2 separate regions of the Capra hircus genome follow, and region 1 is linked to region 2. Evidence: chromatin contacts called from public Hi-C data. All regions are on one chromosome and are shown on one strand. Each heading gives the region's core, a stretch centred on a gene start, on an enhancer-like site or on the middle of the called end of the contact. The rest is flanking DNA. Distances are from core to core; before and after follow the strand shown.

The links. Hi-C and Micro-C count contacts between places; a contact is called where the count stands out from the background.
Region 1: a contact with region 2 is called in a Hi-C map of blood, with 5 times the contacts expected there. The contact joins two enhancer-like sites. A contact is called at or near these places in 3 of 5 Hi-C or Micro-C datasets (all in blood).

What each region holds. Positions count from the first base shown.
Region 1 is chr10:29,595,597-29,600,285 of ARS1.2, reverse strand. All of the region lies in intron 9 of PRKCH (protein kinase C eta type), which reads left to right. Among named protein-coding and RNA genes, the nearest start is that of PRKCH, 150 kb to the left of the region's middle. Within about 2 kb of position 2,650, at least 4 of the 5 cell types and tissues checked have an H3K27ac peak or open chromatin away from gene starts, as enhancers often do.
Region 2 is chr10:29,212,789-29,216,937 of ARS1.2, reverse strand. No RefSeq gene overlaps it. Among named protein-coding and RNA genes, the nearest start is that of SNAPC1, 70 kb to the left of the region's middle. Within about 2 kb of position 2,642, at least 2 of the 5 cell types and tissues checked have an H3K27ac peak or open chromatin away from gene starts, as enhancers often do.

The DNA.
Region 1 (4,689 bases), core at 1,401-3,900, 380 kb before region 2:
TTTTTTCATAATACATATTACTTGCAAGTACATCATTCCATTGGCATTCTCATAAATTTCTGAAAGCATTGTAAATTCTAATAGTTTGTGAATAATTCGTTAATCTGGATCATGGCTTACAGTCTGGATCAATGCTTATACTCTTGGATCTGTTGATTTTATTTCTGATAACCTAGCCAAAGAAAGCAACATAAAGAATAAGATGTTATGCATTAATATGGTTAATTTTCAGTACATGATTTATATTAGGAAGATACTGGAAACAACCTCAGTCTTCAGCAATGGGAATCTACTTAAAAAATGTACTACTTGATGAAGGTTTTTGGCCAGTAGAGATATGATTGAATATTAAGTAGTATAACACACTAAAGTAACACACTAAAGATTGTGTGTTACTTTCAGAAGCATCTAACATATATGATTTATTCCATACAATTCTTACATCAGCCCTAGAAGATGGATACAATTATTATCTTTATTTTGCTGAGTGATAAAGTGAAGGAGGAGCTAAATTACTTGCCCCAAATTAAACAGAGTAAATGGTGGGACAAGAGATGGGAGGCCAGGGAATAGTATAGAATTTATGATAATTAGCAGTGTGAATCCATTTCAGGTTCCTCCTGGGAGAGCAACTTGGCAAACCTGTCCCCTCCTCAAAAAAAAAAAAAAAAAAAAAAAGCCAGAAAGGAAATGATGCCAGTAAACTATCAGGGACTCTCATGAAGGCAGTGGAATTATGGATGCTCTTTTTCTTCTTTGTTCTGTTTGCCAGTTCCTGCAACGTGCTTCTGTTTCTTTGTCGATGGGGTGGGGGCAGTGAGGCCTCCTGAAGCCAGGAGGGCCCAGGTCCGGCTGCTAGCCTGGGGTACACTGCCTTTCCCACCCTTTCAGGTTAAATTCACTTCACACTCCTTTCATCTTAATCAGGGACTGTTGTGGCAGCTGAGCCTGCTGGCATTTATGGCCTGGAATCCGGGTCTCCCCACCCCCAGCTCCCGGGGCTCTCCTTGGCGCTCCTGGAGCCTGGCTGAGAGCTGAGGGCCGAGACCAGGAGGAACAAAGAGGCAGCGGCAGCAGGAGGGGGAGCGGCAGAGTAAATGCTGGTCAGATGCTTGAGGCTTTGTTCAGAGACCCAGTTTGTTAGAGCAAAGGTTTCCGTTTGGAAAACAGGACACGCTGTGCCCAGTGCCCAGGCCGCGTTGGAGCCATGAGCACGTTTGTGCGCTGGTGATCTGCTGCCCTGGGTGGAGGAGGCATTACACAGAACCTCCTTTTACAAGGACAGCAGCTGGGTGCTCTTACCTCCCTACTTCTGGGGTGTCGTCAGGTGGCCCCTGCAGGGGGGTGCTCACAGAGCAGTGCAGCTGGAGTTCCTGGCAGGGGCCATCGCTTTCTCTAAGGGGCCGCACCTCAGTGTCCATCAGTAAAGCAGAAACCCTGCCTTTGAAGGGCAGGGTGGCTAGGAATCTTGTGACCCAAGTGCTGTCAGCTCACCTAACCGGTGCAAACTGACCTCAGTGCACATAAGTCACACTTAAAATATGTCTGAAGATCACCCAGCAACAGGGGTGCAGGGGAACAACCCTGAGTTGAGTTATTTTCTCTATCATTATGTTAAATATTAGCAGAGGGGTGTACGTGTCAAAGAGAGACACACACAGGAGAGATGGGCAGCAGGCTCATCCTGTTGCCCTGATGTGCATTTTTGGAATCTCGTCAGGAGGGGACTGCACTGCAGCCTTCCATAGGCGAGCTCTGGGTTCTCATCCTGGCCAGGCTAACAGCACCCTTGTCTTGAAGAAGGTCCCCTGCCTATTATCAGGCAGGAATAAAGGCAGGTTAAAAGAAAGACCATTTCTTCTTAACCTGTTTGAAACTGGGCTTCCTCCTTCCGTTGAGCAATGAGTGCCGTAAACACAATGTGGTCTGTTTATGGGTCACTTGGTATAGTTTGCCTTTGGCTCAGATCAAAATAGAAAACCAGCCAGAACGTGGTGTTTCCCAGTTGGGCATGTTCCTGACATTAATCATGTTCCCACTGGGGACAGAATGCACATGGGCCGTCTCTGGGCTCTGAATTTCTAGCGGGGGGCGGAGGGGGCTGATTTAGGACCTTTGCTTCTGTCCCCGGAGGCTTCCCAGCTTCCCGACTATCTGTGACTCAATAGGGTCGTGAAAATGAATGAGAAATAGGAGAACCCGGAGTTCTTGCTGTTCCTTTGGCTGTCTCTGCTTGGGGAGGATGCCAGAACACTTGGTGTGACCAAAGGGCTTGAAAGGGTTGGCATGTGTTTCCTTTTGAGGTTATTCAGCTGCAACTGGCCTTGTCACTAGCTGTCACCCACGGTGATGACCTAGAGATGGCCTGGACCCCCCAGCTCCAGTGTGTGGAGGCGGTTCACAGATGGTGTGTCATTTCCTTTGACTTGGCCGAGACTTGCCGGGGTCAGACTCGGCCCCTGTGTGTCTGATGACTGGCGAAGCTCTGTGGTAGGGAGCATTGGTTACGGTTTTCCCTAACCATGCCTGGGAACCTGCCAAACTATGGGTGCTCAGACCTCAGTGGGGCTCTGTTCTAAAGCTCCGGGCTGGAAGTGCTGGGAGTGGCTCCAGGCATGAGAACGTGAGGGGCTTTCTGCCAAATAGTTTAGTGACAAGTCAGCCAGTCCAGAATCACACTGATGGAGGGCAAGGGAAAGAAACAGTGTTTGCAATGCTCAGTCTGGCTGGCAAGAGGAGAGTCATACACATGGCATAGACAGTATAAGGACTGTATTTCCTCCCTGCTACAAAAGGGAAGGTAGCTGAAAAGGAGCTCTGGATTCCGGGGGAAATTTTTACCTCTGGGCCAGTCTTTCCTCAGAAGGGCAACCAGAATAGAAGACTAACAGTCCAACTAGCACCCTAGGGTGGCCTGCGGGTATTTCCCTGGGAAGCTGGGTTGGCCTTTGTCAGGACCAACTAGGACCTTGGGGCCAAGACCTAAGGCAACATCTGTGGGTGGCTGGAGCAAGCCCCTCCAGAATCATGCAGTCTAGAAACCCAACTGCACTGGGTGGAAACCATAGACTCTTGTCCTGTAGTTTTGAAATACTTGCTTTTTCCATAATTACTTCATCACTGGTCAGAACACAGCTATGTCTATCTCTTCTCAGGCTCCAGGTCGAGGGTCTCTCAGGACAAAGTCAGCTCTGTCTGTCAGTATAAACTTTGCCAGCCTGAAATTTCAGAGACTCGTCCACCAGTTGGTGAAGATCGGGGGTGTTCGTTCATTCGGCAAATGTGCACAGAGTTCCTCCAGGGTGTAGGCCCGGCTCTGAGCCCTGAGGACACGGTGGTGGACAAAGCAGGAAGGAGCCCCTTCCCTCATGGAGCCGGTGTCCTCCTGGGGAATTCGGGACCTGAGTAGCAGGTCCAGAGCAGAGAGTCACCCCTCTGTGGTGGGCTGGTCATGGTCGAATTTCTGGGATTACTTTTAGGGCAGGCTCAGAGCAGCCATCTTGTATATTCCCATCTGGTGCAGGGAATTGAAGACCTGATGGAGATTCCTGGGGGCAGTGAGGGCAACAGGCTTGGAGTCCAAAGCAGGAGGTGTCATGGCTAAGCAGCAGCTAAGCTTACTTGCCACGCTCACTATTGCTGTTGGTACAGAGTTCCTTATGCTGCTGGGAAGACTGATCTCTTCCCTGAGAGCCCCACAGGAGGCTGCAGGGACAACATTCCCTGCCCCCACCCCTATATCCATGCCTTCAGGACTGACTGCTCCTGTGCAGGGTTCCTTTTCCTGCCTTCTGAAGCCAGAGAGTACCTCGGCTCCTCTCACCAGAGACCCTCCATGCTGCAGCGGCAGAGGCTTTGGCAGGCCCTGTCTCCCCTTTAGGGCCACCCAGGGAGTTCCTGTTTCTCTGCAGCCATCCAGCTTTCAGTATATTTGCACAGCAAAAGAGCTTGCTGTATTTGGAGCTCACTCCTACTCACTTCTTTAGGATGGTCTGTGATGATGTCTTGCTTAGGTCTTACGAAGGGAGTCTTGGAACTCTTCCCAGAAACTCAATTTCATCCTTATGGTATATGATATTTTCAACATTAAAATGATGTAATGTTTAATTCCCAACCAAAACAAGAGGATAGCCCTTCCAGCAAAATGCCTGCCCTCTTCCCTACATGCATTCCCAATCCTATACCCGTGGGAAGTGCCTTATCCTTGTCCTTCCTCTCACTCATTTCAGATCTCCTTGCAAAGTGGGAAGTAGCCTGTGCCCATGAGTAGCCCAGACCTTCTGTGCTAGTGTGTGTCTACCAGTGGTGAAAGGTGGTTCAAAATGAGTTAGACACATCCAGCAAAGTAGGGAGCTGGACCTACAGACTGGTTCAGGTCACTCTTTTGGGAACCTGCGGAATTGAGATCCTGCTCGTAAACTCACCAGGGGCTTCCCTGGTGGCTCAGATGGTAAAGAATCTGCCTGTAATGCAGGAGACCTGGGTTCAGTCCCTGGGTTAGGAAGATCCCCTAGAGAAGGGAATGGCAACCCACTCCAGTATTCTTGCCTGGATAATTCCATGTATAGAAGAGCCTGGCAGGCTGCAGTCCATGGCGTCACAAAGAGTGGGACACAACTGAGCAACTAACTCTTTCACTTTCATAAATTCAATTTGTCCCTCTTTAGTTTGTCTTCAGGTCAGATCTGT
Region 2 (4,149 bases), core at 1,393-3,892:
AGCCTGGTGGGCTGCCGTCTATGGAGTCGCACAGAGTTGGATACGACTGAGGCGACTTAGCAGCAGCAGCATGGACTCTAGAAAAATCGTACTGATGAACCTATTTGCAAGGCAGCGATGGCGATGCAGAAATAGAGAACAGACTCATAGACATGGTGGGGGAAGGAGAGAGTAGGCCGAATAGAGAGTAGTGTTGAAATACATACATTACCATATGTACATGGTGAAAAAGATGCCTGAGTGCTAAGTCACTTCAGTCGTGTCCGACTCTTTGCACCTCTACGAACTGTAGCCTACCAAGCTCCTCAATCCATGGGATTCTCCAGGCAAGAATACTGGAGTGGGTTGCCATGCCCTCCTCCAGGGGATCTTCCTGACCTAGGGAACGATCCCACATTTCTTAAGGCTCCAGCATTGTCAGATGGGTTCTTTATCACTAGCGCCACCTAGATAGCTGGTGGGAATTTGCTGTATGAAGCAGGGAGTTGAAACGCAGTGCTCTGTGACACCCTAGAGGGGTGGGATGGGGTGGGGAGGTGGGAGGGAGGTTCAAGAGGGAGGGGTCATATGTATGCCTATGGCTGATTCATACTGATGTATGGCAGAAGCCAACACGATATTGTAAAGCAGTTATCCTCTAATTAAAAAAAATTTTTTTTTTAAATTTAAAAACTGAAATTGGTCATCCTGGATTGTTTCTGCCTTTGGTTTTGCAAACCAATATGATTTGAAGAGATCTGTCACAGCACATACCAAAAGATGACTTTCTAATAGCTTTAAACAGATATATATATGTGGAAGAAATTTCATTTCTGTATAATAGCATCTTGGTATATTAGATAATGTGTGTTCAAAGTAAGAATGGGCCAATTCTATGTCCCAACGCTCTTTCAATGATGCCATGAGGAATCCTGTAATTTTCCTGGGGATTTAAATGATCATTGTATACTAGGCATTGATTTTAGATCACAGTGTTACTTTAGGTCACATTGCTTTATTTCTCTAAATTACACTGAGAATCGGTGACCCATTGGAGCGAAAATTCAGTCTGAATCATTACTGAAGTAACTTTGCCCGATCCAAGAGATCATAAAAGAATCCCAGGTTAACTTAAGGCCGCACATTGTGGATGAGGCCCAGTCTGTTGTGCACAGTTGGCTCCGTAAAGACAGATGCATAGTTTGACGCGCTGCAGCTGAAGACTGAAGGAGCAGCTAGGTGGAGTCAGCCGACGCTGCCAGCCTTTATGGCACTGACCACTCTGGGAGACAGTGCAGAGTGTGCCTCCACTGCAGGCTTTCTGGGGCGGCTTTCCCGCACACCCACCCATCCAGACACAGTGTTTCTGATAGAGTCCAGTCCTGTAAGTTCGCCTGGGCTTGAGGCATATCTTTCCCCTTGGGCATTGGCTTTCTTCCGCAAACCACTGGGTGGGGCCTCTTGTGGATACCTTGCAACTTCTGTTTACAACCCAGCAATATACAGAACCATGACATCTCCTGTAACTCTGGCCACAGAGTCCAGAAAGCCACACATGCAGTTGTCTGCCTTCTTGGGAAGGAAAGGAAAAGTGCTGACAGCAATAGCAAGCCAGAAGAAAGCACAAATGAACACCTCATGAAATCACCCCATGTTTGCCATAGGCAACAGGCCTAAGGCAGGGCAAAATCACCTCTTCACTTGAGTCAGCACTCACCGCTGAAAAGGTGTTTGCTTACTGAGTTTCTGCTGTAGGCCAAGCACTTCCTTGGTTCTCACAGTTAGGAGATGACGCTATGGTCATTACATAATGGAAATGGGTACTAAATGCCAGGAGAGGGGCTCACAGAGTTGTGTGGAGACACTGGGGGACAGTGATAAGGACTCCACCTGGTGGGACAGGAAGAGTTACCGGCAGCAGATTACATTTGAGCTGGGCCTAGAAATAAGAGGAAGCATCTGCGTGGTGGGAAGGAAGAGAGGCAGGGTACCTCCGGGGCAAGCAGGGTGCAGGGGTGATGCTCACGTGGAAATTATTTGGGGGAGTGAGCTGGACTGGAGCCTCCTCCCCAGAGCACCTCATTTACTCTACTAGGAAGGATTTAATTTATCTTTTAGGCAGCAAGTCACAGTCCCCTGGCTGATGCGTTAGATTCCTATGGGCTTACTCAGGCAAATGAGCCAGTCCCTCATGGCTCACTGTACTTCTGCCTTTTTCTCTTCTGCTCAAGAAACTGTAATTAACCTGGGAGGGAACCCTGCGGAATGTAGGTGAGGGGAGAGAGGGATGGGGGAGGGAGAGATGAGTTAGCAGTTATCAGACCAAGCCAAGCAAAAGCCAAGCCAAGCCCTGAGCATTCAGGGGTTGAGCTCAGGCACTGCGTGGGGGACATAGAGATAGAAGAGATAATTTACAGATAGAATCCATGGCTTAGAGATCTTAGATATAGAGGATAAAGGAGAAATAAAAGATTTTAGAGTTCTCAAGATTAGGCAGCTGGTTCCATGAAGCTCTCATTGTTTAAAACAGACGGTGAGAGAAAAAGCACATTTGGAGGACAAGATGCTAAGTTGTTCTGGGGACACATTTAAGATGCATGTGGGACTTTTGGACAGAGAATGGAGATAGGCTGTCGGAAATAGGAGTCGAGAGCTCTCCAGGGAGTGGGTGGTTTTAGATTCGGGAGAGGCACTGGTGAGTATGCTTTAGAGGCACCTTCCAAGTGAGTAGTCACTCAAGGAGAGTGAGTGGAGTAAGAAAACAGGACAACCAAAGCGTTAGGGGTACTGCTGCTGCTGAGGGTGGATAATTAGAACATCCTGAGTGAAAGCAGGGAGACAGGAGCAGAGCCCAGGGAGGGTGTGGTCACAGAGGCAAAGGCAATGCTTTCCGTGTCCTGAAGCCAAGAGATCAGACAGGATGAGGAGTGAGCAAAAGCCTTCCAATGGCTATGACATGGTGGCGGGTGACTTGCCACGCAGGTTAGCCAGGTAGTGTCGCGGCAGCTGAGCCAGCTGGACCAGAGGGATTATGCTGTAAAGAGGGGTGAAGAGGCGGAGCTAGGGAATACGGGCTGTTCTGTCAAGGAGTATGTGGGAGACGCAAGGAAATGAGAAGGCAGCTTAGCATTCCAGGACAAGATTTAAGAGGAGATTTGAGTTTATTGAAAGGCTCCAGGGGGAAGCTGAGGGAGGGGGAGAGATTGGAGCTGTGACAAACAAGGGCTAATTAACGGCTGTCACCCACGTGAGAGGGAGGCAGTGGGACTAGTTAGCCCTGTGGTTCTCTGTCATTTGGTTTCGGGGTCCAGCGACCAATATGGCTTGAGAATCTATTGAAATGGGGTAGAAATCCCCTGGGGTCTCCCTGGGCTGGATAATAACTGGTGTAGGAAATAACCAAAGGTCTCCGTGGCTTATTTGGAGATGGTGATGTGGCCTCTTAGAACTATCTGAACATTAACTAAGTTAACTAACTAACTTAGAACATTCTGGTTGCACCTGCATGTAATTCAGGTTTAAAAAAAATCATTCTTTTTGTATCTTCATTTTCCAGCCTCATTGAGATATAATTGACATACAACATGTGTGAGTTGAAGATGTACAAAGGGTTGATCTGATACACGAACAAATGATTACCACCATACCTTACACCTGCATCACGGCACGTCAGGGCTATCTCTTTTTCTTGGTTAGAACATTTAAGATCTCTCGAAACAACTTGCAAGTTCTCAGTCACTGTGTTGGGAGACACTTAGAACTCTGTTCCGGGCTTTTGTTTTCCACAGAGTATGCTTGGCAGCTCCCCAGCTGACCCGGTTTGGTTACAGCGAAAAGGACTGACTTCATCTGTGTCACTGCCTGCAAATTCAATAACATGTCATTAGAAGCAGTGGGGCGTTACCAGATTAGCAGTGTGTATTTAGAATCTTTTGAAACATCTGAGTCTGATTAACTTGAAATTCTTTAATTTTAACTGATTATCTTTAACAAGAAAAAATTTTTTTTCTAATAATATTATTTTATCTACCCAGTAACTAGGTTCTAATTATGAAGAAAGGGATTCTCTTCTGTTTATCCCTTTCACCTTCTCTTCGTCAGATGCATTTGACAAAAATTGATTGTTTGGGTTGGAATGAGAAATGGCTCTCCTTCTTCCGTTCACCCTTG